Regions from separate parts of the Mus musculus genome. Here region 1 is linked to region 2. Evidence: chromatin contacts called from public promoter capture Hi-C data. All regions are on one chromosome and are shown on one strand. Each heading gives the region's core, a stretch centred on a gene start, on an enhancer-like site or on the middle of the called end of the contact. The rest is flanking DNA. Distances are from core to core; before and after follow the strand shown. Region 1 overlaps Esrp1 (epithelial splicing regulatory protein 1). Region 2 holds the start of Rad54b (RAD54 homolog B (S. cerevisiae)).

What was found. Promoter capture Hi-C pulls out the DNA fragments that hold promoters and counts their contacts.
Region 1: a promoter capture Hi-C map of pre-B cells shows a contact between it and region 2. The contact joins the enhancer-like site here to the promoter of Rad54b in region 2. A contact is called at or near these places in 2 of 39 promoter capture datasets (the C10 cell line and pre-B cells), 3 of 115 datasets of contacts at active chromatin or transcription factors (bone marrow-derived macrophages, embryonic stem cells and pro-B cells) and 2 of 9 other capture datasets (liver and pancreatic islet).

The regions. Positions count from the first base shown.
Region 1 is chr4:11,342,714-11,348,112 of GRCm38.p6, reverse strand. Esrp1 (epithelial splicing regulatory protein 1) reads left to right here. Exons shown (of 16, transcript NM_194055.3): 14 at 3,851-4,001. Among named protein-coding and RNA genes, the nearest start is that of Dpy19l4, 23 kb to the right of the region's middle. Within about 2 kb of position 2,327, at least 10 of the 459 cell types and tissues checked have an H3K27ac peak or open chromatin away from gene starts, as enhancers often do. A contact at or near this core is called in pre-B cells, where this site is marked.
Region 2 is chr4:11,554,987-11,560,481 of GRCm38.p6, reverse strand. Rad54b (RAD54 homolog B (S. cerevisiae)) reads right to left here and starts at 1,562. Exons shown (of 15, transcript NM_001039556.3): 1 at 1,469-1,562. LOC115489931 (predicted GPI-anchored protein 58) reads left to right here and starts at 663. Exons shown (of 3, transcript XM_030253962.1): 1 at 663-678; 2 at 1,190-1,639. The coding sequence starts at 663. Gm35693 (a long non-coding RNA gene) reads left to right here and starts at 1,656. Exons shown (of 3, transcript XR_390401.4): 1 at 1,656-1,807; 2 at 2,451-2,568; 3 at 2,829-3,030.

The DNA.
Region 1 (5,399 bases), core at 1,078-3,577, 210 kb after region 2:
TGCCTAACATATAACAGGCAACTATAAAGATTTGCATTAAATATTTGTGTACATCCAGACTCCTCCCTCTCTCCATGTCTTTGCCTCTCCCCGTTCCCACCCCTCCTCCCCCAGACCCGTTGGTGTAGATGTGCATATGCGCTTATGTCCTTTTGTACATATATGATGGCCAGAGATGGTGTTGGGTGTCGCCCTCACCTTCACCTTATAATTGTGAGACAAGGGCCCTCAGTGACCATGCAGCTTGCCAATTCATCCAGGAGGCCCCAGGATCCCACCTGGCAGCGCTGCCTCCCCTGTACTGGGATGACAGATGTGCACTAATACGTCTGTCTGTCTGTCTGTGTGGGTGTTGGTCGTTGAACTGATTGTCTTGCTTACTGGCAAGCATCTGATTGTGGTATCTTGTTAGCACAGTGTGGTTACTTGTTTTGAGGTATGTATAAATGAGTGTGTGTGTGTGTGTGTGTGTGTGTGTGTGTGTGTGTGTGTGTAAGTTCTTTTATTTCTGTCTTTTTAACTTCACTTTTTGGTGTCAAATTTAACCATAGGTACAAAGCTTCATTTAAAAAATTTTTTTTTTCAGTTTCATATTTAGGTAAGTAACTCAATTTGAGTTCGCTCTTTTTTTATTGAACCCTTTTATGGTCTCCGAGTCCCGGCATCTGCGGTGGCTTTGTGCTCCTTTATACGGACTCTGGGGATTGAGCCGTCTGGCAGGTACATAAACTTAAGTTGGCTTTTCTTTTCTTCTTCTTTTTTTTGTTATTGTTGTTTGCTTGTTTGTTTTTTGGTAGGATTTCAGGACAATCTTGGGTGTTTTAAGGTGACCTTTATATTTGAGGCAACTCTAGTTGACCTTCAAGCCTCCATCTTCTCTTCCTGTCTCACCACCACAGAGATACCTGCATACACTCCCACATCCGGCCTTTTACATGTGTTGTGGTGATTTGAACTTGGGTCCTCACACTTGTAGGGCAGAGACCTTACCTCTTGAGCCTTGCTGTTGTTTTTGGTATCCCACTGAAGTTCTCAGGCAAGTTAAGCACGCACTCTCCCACTGAGCTACACTGAAACGCTAATGCCTATAGACCTGACACTCAAGGTTGAGGCAAAAGGATTGCTTTCTGGGGTATTTACTACACTTGATCTTAACTAAAAAATGCCGGTTATACTGGGTGAGCTTTTTAGCTGGTTGCAATTTTCATGGTGCTTTTGTGAGTTGAATTGTTGCCATTGTTGGGTTAATTTTTGTTTCAATAATTGCTCCCTCAAGAAATGAATATAATTGTCCTTTATAATGTTAAATGTCACCCTCCACATTTGTATGGGTTTCAGGGACAGAATTCACCAGGTTGATGCAGCGAGTATATTTATCCTTTGCTCCACCTCACCAGCTCGTGTATTGACTACTTGGTTTTAGTTTATGTAGCTCTGCTGTAAGTTAAGTTTTTATTCCATCTGCATTCATTGGATGTTGACCTGGGTGTGAATATGTATGTTCCGTTTCAAAGAGTAGAGGTCAGTGGACAGACAGTTCTTTCCCTCCATGTGGGTTCCAGGGATCATGCTTGGGTCTCAGACTCAACAGTAAGTGCTTCTACCCGCTATGCTGCCACACTGGCTTCTTATCTGCTGTCTGTCTGTCTGTCTACCTATCTATCTAGTTTGAAGGTAACCAGGACTCTATACTTAATTTATAGAGGATCTTTAGACAAAAGCAATGAAATGTGAAAGGAAAGTATGAAAATAAGTCTGTGGGGGAGGGAGAAGACATCCATGTCTCTCATGGAAGAGCCTGGTGCTATTGAAACGTGCAGAGAGCTTCATGGTCTTTGCATGTTAGACTCACATCAGATATCTGGTATGTATAGATACTTGATGAATGCTAATCTAAATATGAAGAAATCATGAAACTTGAGAAGTCGGGATGGATTTGCTCATGGGTTAAGAGCACTTATTCTTTGAAAGACCAAGGTTCGATTCCTAGCACCCTCGTGGGAGCACTCATTGCTTCCTCAGGCACCAGACGTACACGCAGGCCAAGCACTCAGATGAATAAAATAAATCTTAAACAAAGCAAAACAAAAAGGCTGGGTGGTGGTGGTGTGTGCCTTAAATCCCAGCACCTGGGAGGCAGACACTGGTGGATCTCTGAACTTGAGGTCAGTGTGGTCTACGGAGTGAGTTCCACGACACCCGGAGCTACACGGAAGAAAAACCCTGTCTAACAAAACAAAAAGGAGAAATTGGTGTGGTCTTTCTAGTTTGACAAAGTGCTAACTGGTATTGTTTTCAATAGGAAAGTACTTAATTTTAAGTTCTTTCTCACATCTGTTAAAATGCAGAAGTTGTTGGTTTGAGTTCAGTTGAGCACACACCCTGTTTCTAGTGTTGGTTGCACAAGCCTTTAAAGCAGTGATTTCCATTTTGTTTTTCATTGGAATCACTTGGGTTGCTTTTACATGTATTGGCACAGGGATCTAACATTTGGCTTTCTTGAGTCTTTGATTTTTGATCTGGAGGGGAGCACAAGCAGGTTGTTAGCAGGAAAGTGAAAGGTCTCCCCAGCTGTTTTAAACTTGTCACATGGTTAGAGACTGAAGGGTTTGGTGCTGGGTACCCAGTGCTGTTTTTAGGCTTCTATTACTTACTAAGTGATAACGAGAATAAGTTAATGTCATAGAATCTTAATGAGTGTGTTAAGTCATACTCAGAAGACCATTGCTGTGAAGCTGAAGGTGTTGATCATCCCTGTTTAACAATGAAAGGTTTCTGGGCTAAGTAACATAGTCCATGGGCTAGAGGCACAACTGGTAACCTATTTGTTACAATTATATAGAGTGGACACTCTGAAATTGTACAGTTATTTCTGGGAAGATGACTAGATGTTCATAATCTAAAGTTGGAATCAGTATTTCTTTCTTTTTTTTTTTTTTTTTAATACAGGGTTTCTCTGACCTGGAACTCTTTGTAGACCAGGCTGGCCTCGAACTCAGAAATTCGCCTGCTCCTGCCTCCCAAGTGCTGGGATTAAAGGCGTGTGCCACCACACCCGGCTCAGTATTCCTTCTTAAGTTTAGGACTGGGTTAAAAAATGTTCTGTGCATATTTCAAATTGTAATGATCTGGCTGTCATAGAATACTTGTTGGGTGGGGAATCCATAAAGCTGACGGATAAGCTAATTAATGAGACTGGTGTGGAGGTTGCTAGAGGTACCACAGGAGTTAGGCCACCATGGGTCTTGTGCTTCTTGGAGGAAATTGCTACAGTAACCCCTGGAGGCTTCTTCTTCAGTTTCGCGGTGTTAATGGTGATGAGTTCAGCTTGTTGTCCTCTTAACCTCCGTGCTGGCAGTTGCCCTGGTGTGCTCTGCTGTGTTGTTCTTGGGCGTCATTATTCCTCTGCACATTGATAGAGCCGTTGGTTCTTGGGAAAGTTCACTTTTGACACTTTTGATCTCTGGCTGTGGTTCCTATTAGTCCTTTATAGCCCTTTCTCTTCTTCATGCTTTAATATTCCTGAAAACTGGTTCACTAACCGTCAGTGGTCTGGGCTTTGAAAGTGGCTGAGTGACTTGAAAAGGCTTAATTCTTCCTTCCTCTCCCTTTGAGAACCTTAGAGATTGGGGAAAGTCCTGCATCTAACAGCATGGCATCAACCCACTACCTCTCCTTTGGCTGCTGTGGAAGTGTGAGACAGAACTCTGGCATTCTTCTGTCTTAAGAAAGGTAGCTCAGTAAAGCGTAAAAAACATCACTTTCAGAAAGTTTCGTAAGCGGTGTGTTTTAGAGTAAATATTCATCACTGTGTGTTCCTGTTGGTTCATTGTGCTTTCTCTCCCTTTAGCCCCCCAGGTTCGCCTAATAGTCTTGGCTACTTCCCTACAGCTGCTAATCTTAGCAGTGTCCCGCCCCAGCCTGGCACCGTGGTCAGAATGCAGGGCCTGGCCTACAATACTGGAGTTAAGGAAATTCTTAACTTCTTCCAAGGTTACCAGGTCAGTAGCTTGAAGAAGAAAAATCCTCAGTGCCCTTATTACTAAAGTCCGTTTGCCAAAAGAATGCAGCTAGGAAAGACACTGGTTCTCTATACCCAGCACATGTGTCTGTGCAGGTGGACCCACCTCCAGGCTCATCCTCTTGACACGATTAGGGCTTTCTTGTGCTGTCATGGTTCCTGCTGCGACATCACCATCTCTGTATCTGTCGGCAGGCAGCAGGGCAGGGGCTTTCATGAAGAATAGCACTAAGGATGCATTTTCCTTGAAATGGTCTGTTAGCTTTGACTTATAAAATAAGCTGGGTATAGTGTTGTAGGAAAAGGGAGGAAGACCTCTGAGTTCAAGGCCAGCCTAGGCCACAAAGTGAAACACTGTCTCAAAAAAGAAAAACGTAGATCAAGTCAAATAGTGGAGCTCAAGAGATGGCTGGCCTGCGTGTGATAGCAGTGGTTCCTGCTCTTGTAGAGGCCACTGGTGCAGTTCCCGGAACCCACGTGGCCAGCTCACACCCATCAGTAACTCCAGCTCCAGAAATTCAGTGCTCTCTTCGGGCTTCGAGGGGCATCAGGCATGTGTATGTGTATTCACGTATATACAAGCATGCAGGCAAAATAGTCATACACATAAAATAAGTTTGTTTTGTATTTTAGACTTAATAAGTAACTTGACTGTCCTGCAACTCACTGTATAGAGCAGGTTTAAACTCAGAGACCTGCCTGCCTCTGCCTCCAAAGTGCTGGGATTAAAGATAAGCACCACACATCCAGTTTAATTTTATCTTATTTTCCAGACAGGCGGTGGTGGCGATTTCCTTTAATCCCAGCACTAGGAAGGCAGGGGTCAGTGGATTTCTGAGTTCAAGGCCAGCCTTGTTCTACAGAGCTAGTTCCTGAGTAGCCAGGGCCTCACAGAGAAACCATGTCTCAAGAAACTTATTCTCATTATCACTTAGTAAGTAATAGAAGCCTAAAAACAGCACTTATTCCCCTGACCTTGTGAGCTGAATTTGATCCCTGGGAAAGTCACATGATGGAAAGAGAGAACTCACTCATGAAGGTTGTCCTCTGCGTTCACACACAGCATAAGCACACCCCCAACACACACACACACACACACACACACACACAAATAAATGAAGGTAATTATCAGTGTTTTCAGTCTCCATTACTTCAAATAATTAAGAGTAAATAAATAGGAACATTTAAGCATGGGCTGTCCCATTGAGTATTTAAAAATCATAAAGCCTCTTTTAACTGCACTAGGGAAAAATAAAAATGAAAAACCTGCCTAACCTTGGAGATGAAAATAAGACCCCCACCTAACAGGCTTGTTCTGATTCTTGGACTGGGATGGGTTCTTGTCCTCCATGAAGTGACGTGGTTTTCTGCCTTTGCT
Region 2 (5,495 bases), core at 313-2,812:
GATGCAAATTTTAACTCATTTAAAAGATTTGGGTGGACGTCATGCTCTGTGGTTTCTTCAAATACAAACCATCACTACAAGCACAACCTTAAAGCAAATTATGAAACTGGTGCTTTGTTGATCTAATTTGTTGATGCATTTAAAAGTAAACTACAGGGGCTGGAGAGATGGCTCAGCGGGTAAGAGCACTGACTACTCTTCCAGAGGTCCTGAGTTCAATTCCCAGCAACCACATGGTGGCTCACAACCATCTGTCATGGGATCTGATGCCCTCTTCTGGTGTGTCTGAAGACAGCTACAGTGTACATAAAATAAATCTTTTTTTTAAAAAGGTGAACTACAGAAATTAGTTTATTTCCCAAAACATATTAGCATCTTTACTAGTTTGTTTTGTTTTCTAGGACAAGGGCTCTCTATAGATCCTAGACTGGCTCTGAACTTGAGATCTTCCATCTCCGACCGGCTCTAGCTGGTTTGTAAACTAGTTTTGCTGAGACCTTTTTTACAGGCCCTAGATGTAAAGCCACTTGGCAGCTCTATTGAAATGCTGCGATTTCTGAGGCTTGTAACACGCTACGGCTGAGATTAGGTCTCCCAAGGAAAACGGCCAGCCCAGGCTGATATCTGGAGCACATCATGTTTGCCTTAATAACTGTGCACCAATGACCTTCCCAGCAGGTGATTCTGCAGTTAGCTTAAATCCGTGTCTCCTCTTGTGTCTTATTCACTCTTAATCACACTCAAGCATACGACTATGCAACGGTGAGATTAATTTAAGAATTCAGAACAAAGCTTGACACACAGTACTCAAATACTTTCTGTAATATTATTACTTATAATTACTGTTGCCTGTTTAATCCACAAAATCCTATGAAATCAGAAACAACAAAGGTCCCAGGAGAGGAAAGACAAGAGGGATTATAGAATCATAGCCAGAATCTCTGCCTTCCTCTGGACTACATGGGGAAGAGGGTGTGGCAACTTCTAGGATGCAAGAAAATAAATAAAACTCCAACAGCTAGCAACAGGCCTTGCTATTTCTGCTTTTTGGCTTCCAGCCACGTTGGGTAATAAGATTTCCATTTCATACTGTAAATTCCCCTTAGACTTTGGGACTCCAATCTACCTACCTACAAAATCCTCCATAATTAATGTAAATGGTGTGTTTTTGTTTGTTTGTTGAAACCAGGAGCGGAGAGAGGGCGAGAGAGAACTAGTGGGTGGGTAATTCGCCTAGGGGAGGTGCTAGATGGTTCCACAAGCTCTTGGCTGACACCTGATGTTCTCTGGCCCCAGGCGGCCTCGGGGGCCGTGGCCTCCGAGATCGCTCGGCCCGCAGGACCCGCCCCCCTGCCCCCTGCCCAGCCAGCGAGGGCGCTCCCGCCGCCTCGCCCAGCTCCCCGGGACCCGCGCCATCCTGCACCAGGCCCCGCACGCGCCTCCCCGGGCCTCCGCTGCAGAGACCTACCCCGCAGGCTGACCGAAATCGCGAGCGCCCCGCAGCAGGTACCAACGCCTGCCGCCGACCAGCTCGAGCTTCCCGCCTTCCTACAGCCAACCACGGGCCGGGCGCCGAGCATGCGCACCACGGCGTGCAGTGCTGGTCCCGCCCCCGACTCTGATTGGACAACCGTTGCAGGTACCTTTGCACTTCCTTTTACGTGGGTCTAGGTTTGGTTCCGGTTGACTGCTAGATCTAAAACGAACCGATTTGGTTTCAGTCTTCAGGTCCTAGCTGAGGCGATAAGCCTCACAACTTAAATCAATAAATTAGGATTCGGATCATAGAAGTGTGTGCACCACTGAGGTACACGAAATCCTGTTACTCAAGTGACACTGAGCTACAGTAGTTGCAGCCCCTGTTTTACAAGCCCTTTTAAGGTCTAGGAGTATAAAAACAGATGCGTGATTATTGGACTCTCGTGAAAAGGAGAAGAGCTCCTTTAAACTTAAAAAAAAAAAGACACTATCTTAAAGTATTGTAGACAAGGTCTTGATAGACAAAGTCTTGCTGATCCTTCTGCTCTAAGAATTCTGGAGATAGATCCTTTGAAAAGAGAGAGTGGTTAAAGGTCATTCACTAGATTTTATACACGTTTGACAATTAAAATGCATCCTGTTCTGGTGTCTCTGGACACTGCACACATGAAGTACACCAACTTAAGTGCCTGCAAAACACCCATAGACATAAAACTTAAGTAGACCCTTCCTCCGAAAACAAGGTTTTTTAGAAACCTTTGACCAGTCTAACTTCAGAAGCCACCAGTGTTGTATATGACCGTTGTAAGATATTTAGTGATTTTTTTCTCTTAAGATGCACACACTCACACACACTCACTCACACAATTAGCGATGCAGTTTCTATTAAAGCCTTGCTTAAATCTACATTAACATCTCTTAACTCAAATTTGGCTTCCCACTGACTTCTGAAATTATTTTCTTTGGCAAAGTTAAGAAGCACAGCCTCATCTGAGCAGAGGTCTCTGGTGAGACCCCTCCGGCCGCTGCAGGTGGAAAGCTGTTGTTTGCTGCTACTATGGTGCCTCTCTTTCCACGGGGTGAAGTCAGGTATGCTGGCACACACTTATAATCCCAACACTCAGGAGGTTAAGGCAGAAGGATCACCATAAGAGAGCAGCCTGGGCTACATAGCAAGACTGTCTCAAAAAGCAAACAGGCAGACACATAAATAAGTAAATAGTCTTGTTAAAATGACATAGACACAAAAATTCTACGCATTAATGGGCACCATGAGACGCTTTTACTTGTGTATGTATTGTAATCAAGGTAAACACACCTACCGCTTTAAATTCTTATTTTTTTTTTAGGGTGAAAACTTTGGAAACCCTTCCTTCTGGCTTTTTGAGATATACTGTACAACTCTCTCTGCAGTCACCCTGCTATGCAACCTCGTGCTAAAATTCTTCTAGCTTTCTGAGTGTGAACTAAAGTTTCTTCTTCATAGTTAGCATTTCACTTCATCTGAAAAGCTACAGGTACAAAGATTAAATATGGACATTTTTCTATGGCTTATTTGTATCTCATGTGCACTGCTGCTTTGCCTGCATACATGCCTGTGTGAGGGTGTCAGAAGCCCTGGAACTGGAGTCACTGACAGGTGTGAGGTACCATGTGGGTGCTGGCAATTAAACCCAGGTTCTCTGCAAGAGCAGCCAGTGCTCTTAACTGCTGAGCCATCTCTCTAGCCCCTTTATAAACATTTAAATATAGGCGTTTTGTTTTTTAAGTTCAGTCAGTAGCAGTTTTAAGTACAAAGCAAACAATGTAATAAGGTTCTCTATCCCCTTTCCACTACACACACACACACACACACACACACACACACACACACACACTCACCTAGACAAAGTATCACTGTGCAGCCCAGGCTGACCTAGAACTCCCTATGTAGACCAGGCTGGCCTTGAACTCACAGAGATCCACCTGCCTCTGCCTCCCTGAGTACTGGGATTAAAGGCATGCACTACTACACTTTGGTTTTTAAAGGCAGTGTGGCCCAGAACTGTTAAGAGAAGAGCAATACAGCAGGCTGGTTTGTCAAAGGAGCGGACACATAACAGCCATTCAGAAATGATGTTTATTAGAGAAAGGGCCTTGCCATGAGGGGCTCCCAGTGGAGGAGCACGACAAAGGCCGCAGTACAATGTACCAGAAACAACATGAAGGAAAACAGAAGCTTTCCCCTAAAGCCTGGAGAACTTCATTGCAATGGATAGCTCAGGATAGCTCAGGATAAGAGTAAGGGAGAGCCATCCTGGACAGAATAATGTAATAAGGGAGGCCCCCAGGAAGAAAGCTTTCAGAGAAAATCCCCCAAAGAAGAGGAGATCTGACCTTTATAATTAGTGCAGAGGGGAATGTGGGGAGGCTGGTGTGAAGTTTCACACCACCCGATTTGGTTTGGGACTGCCTACGTGGGTAAGAGCATAAACTGGCCGGGCAGTGGGGGTGCACGCCTTTAATCCCAGCACTTGGGAGGCAGAGGCAGGCAGATTTCTGAGTTCAAGGCCAGCCTGGTCTACAGAGTGAGTTCCAGGACAGCCAGGGCTACACAGAGAAACCCTGTCTCAAAAAAAACAAAAACAAAACAACAACAACAAAAAGAACATAAACTGGAGGCTGCAAAATCATAGTACAAACTGCTTAACTCTGTGCTAGGAAGAGAGCTGGAGGTGGGATGTAGGGCATCGGATTTCTTCAGGCTGTCCCTGGCCTCCTGCAGTGACCAGCTTCATAAAAGGGAACTAAGATTGATTTAACAAAGCCAATACTCAGCAGTTGTATTAAGTTGCCCAAGCAAACCTTGAATTTACAATCCTCCTGCCTCAGCCCCCATGCCTGACTCTAGTCACTTCAAAATACATCACACAGTACCACCGACTTTGTGCTATAGAAAATCAAACTAACCCTTCTTCCTGCAGCTCCACATTTCTCTTTTTGTTTTGTTTTTTTGTTTTGCTTTGTTTTGTTTTTTGCTGTTGTTGCTGGGGGGTTTTTTGTTGTTGTTTTTTGGGTTTTTTGTTTGGTTGGTTGGTTGGTTTGGTTTGGTTTTTCGAGACAGGGTTTCTCTGTGTAGCCCTGGCTGTCCTGGAACTCACTCTGTAGACCAAGCTGGCCTCAAACTCAGAAATCCACCTGCCTCTGCCTCCAGAGTGCTGGGATCAAAGGTGTGTGCCACACGCCCAGCTTGGCTCAGCTCAGCATTTCTACTGGCCTGAATTTGGACATGTGCTTTCAGTCTCTTTGCACTGCCCTATCTGTCTCTTAGCCACTACATTGAACTCTGAGTTGCCCAGCTTTCCATTAATATTCCTGTAGTGTGTCTCTTCTAACTCATACTTCCTCCCCACCACATACAGTCTTAGCTGTCTTATATTTCAGAATGTATGTTGGCTTGTTGTTTGGTTTGATTTTTTTCAAGTCAGGGTTTCTCTGTGTAGCCTTCACTGTTCTAGAACTCACAGATATTTACCTGCCTCTGCCTTGCCTCCCAAGCACTGGGATTAAAGGCGTGTGACACCACTGACTGGTCAGAATAGATTTTTAAAAGGCTTCACAGATAATTTAGTTTGTTTATATCACACAGTAAGTTAATGAATCACAAAATCAGGATTAGCACATAGCTCTTCTCAACTACTAATTTTCTTAATTTCCACCAACATAAGCTTCAGGGAAAAAAGTTACTAATAGCTTTTAATAGCTTTTACATGCTTCTGGAGTTATTCAGAAGACATATTTAGGCACAGTAAGTAGCAACTGCAGCATTCCAGAGCGTTTAGCCATCTAACACCATCCCTAGAGAAAGTAGCTTCGAGCAGCTGCAGACTTAAAGGGTGCTATTAGGTTGCTTTAGTTCAAAGCAGTCTCAAAGTATTCCCAGTCTCTCTTAGCAAGAGCCATCACTGAAAATGAACGGTTTGCCAACTTGAGTTCTTTATCAAAATTTACTACCTTGAGAACATGTTTTAAAAGTT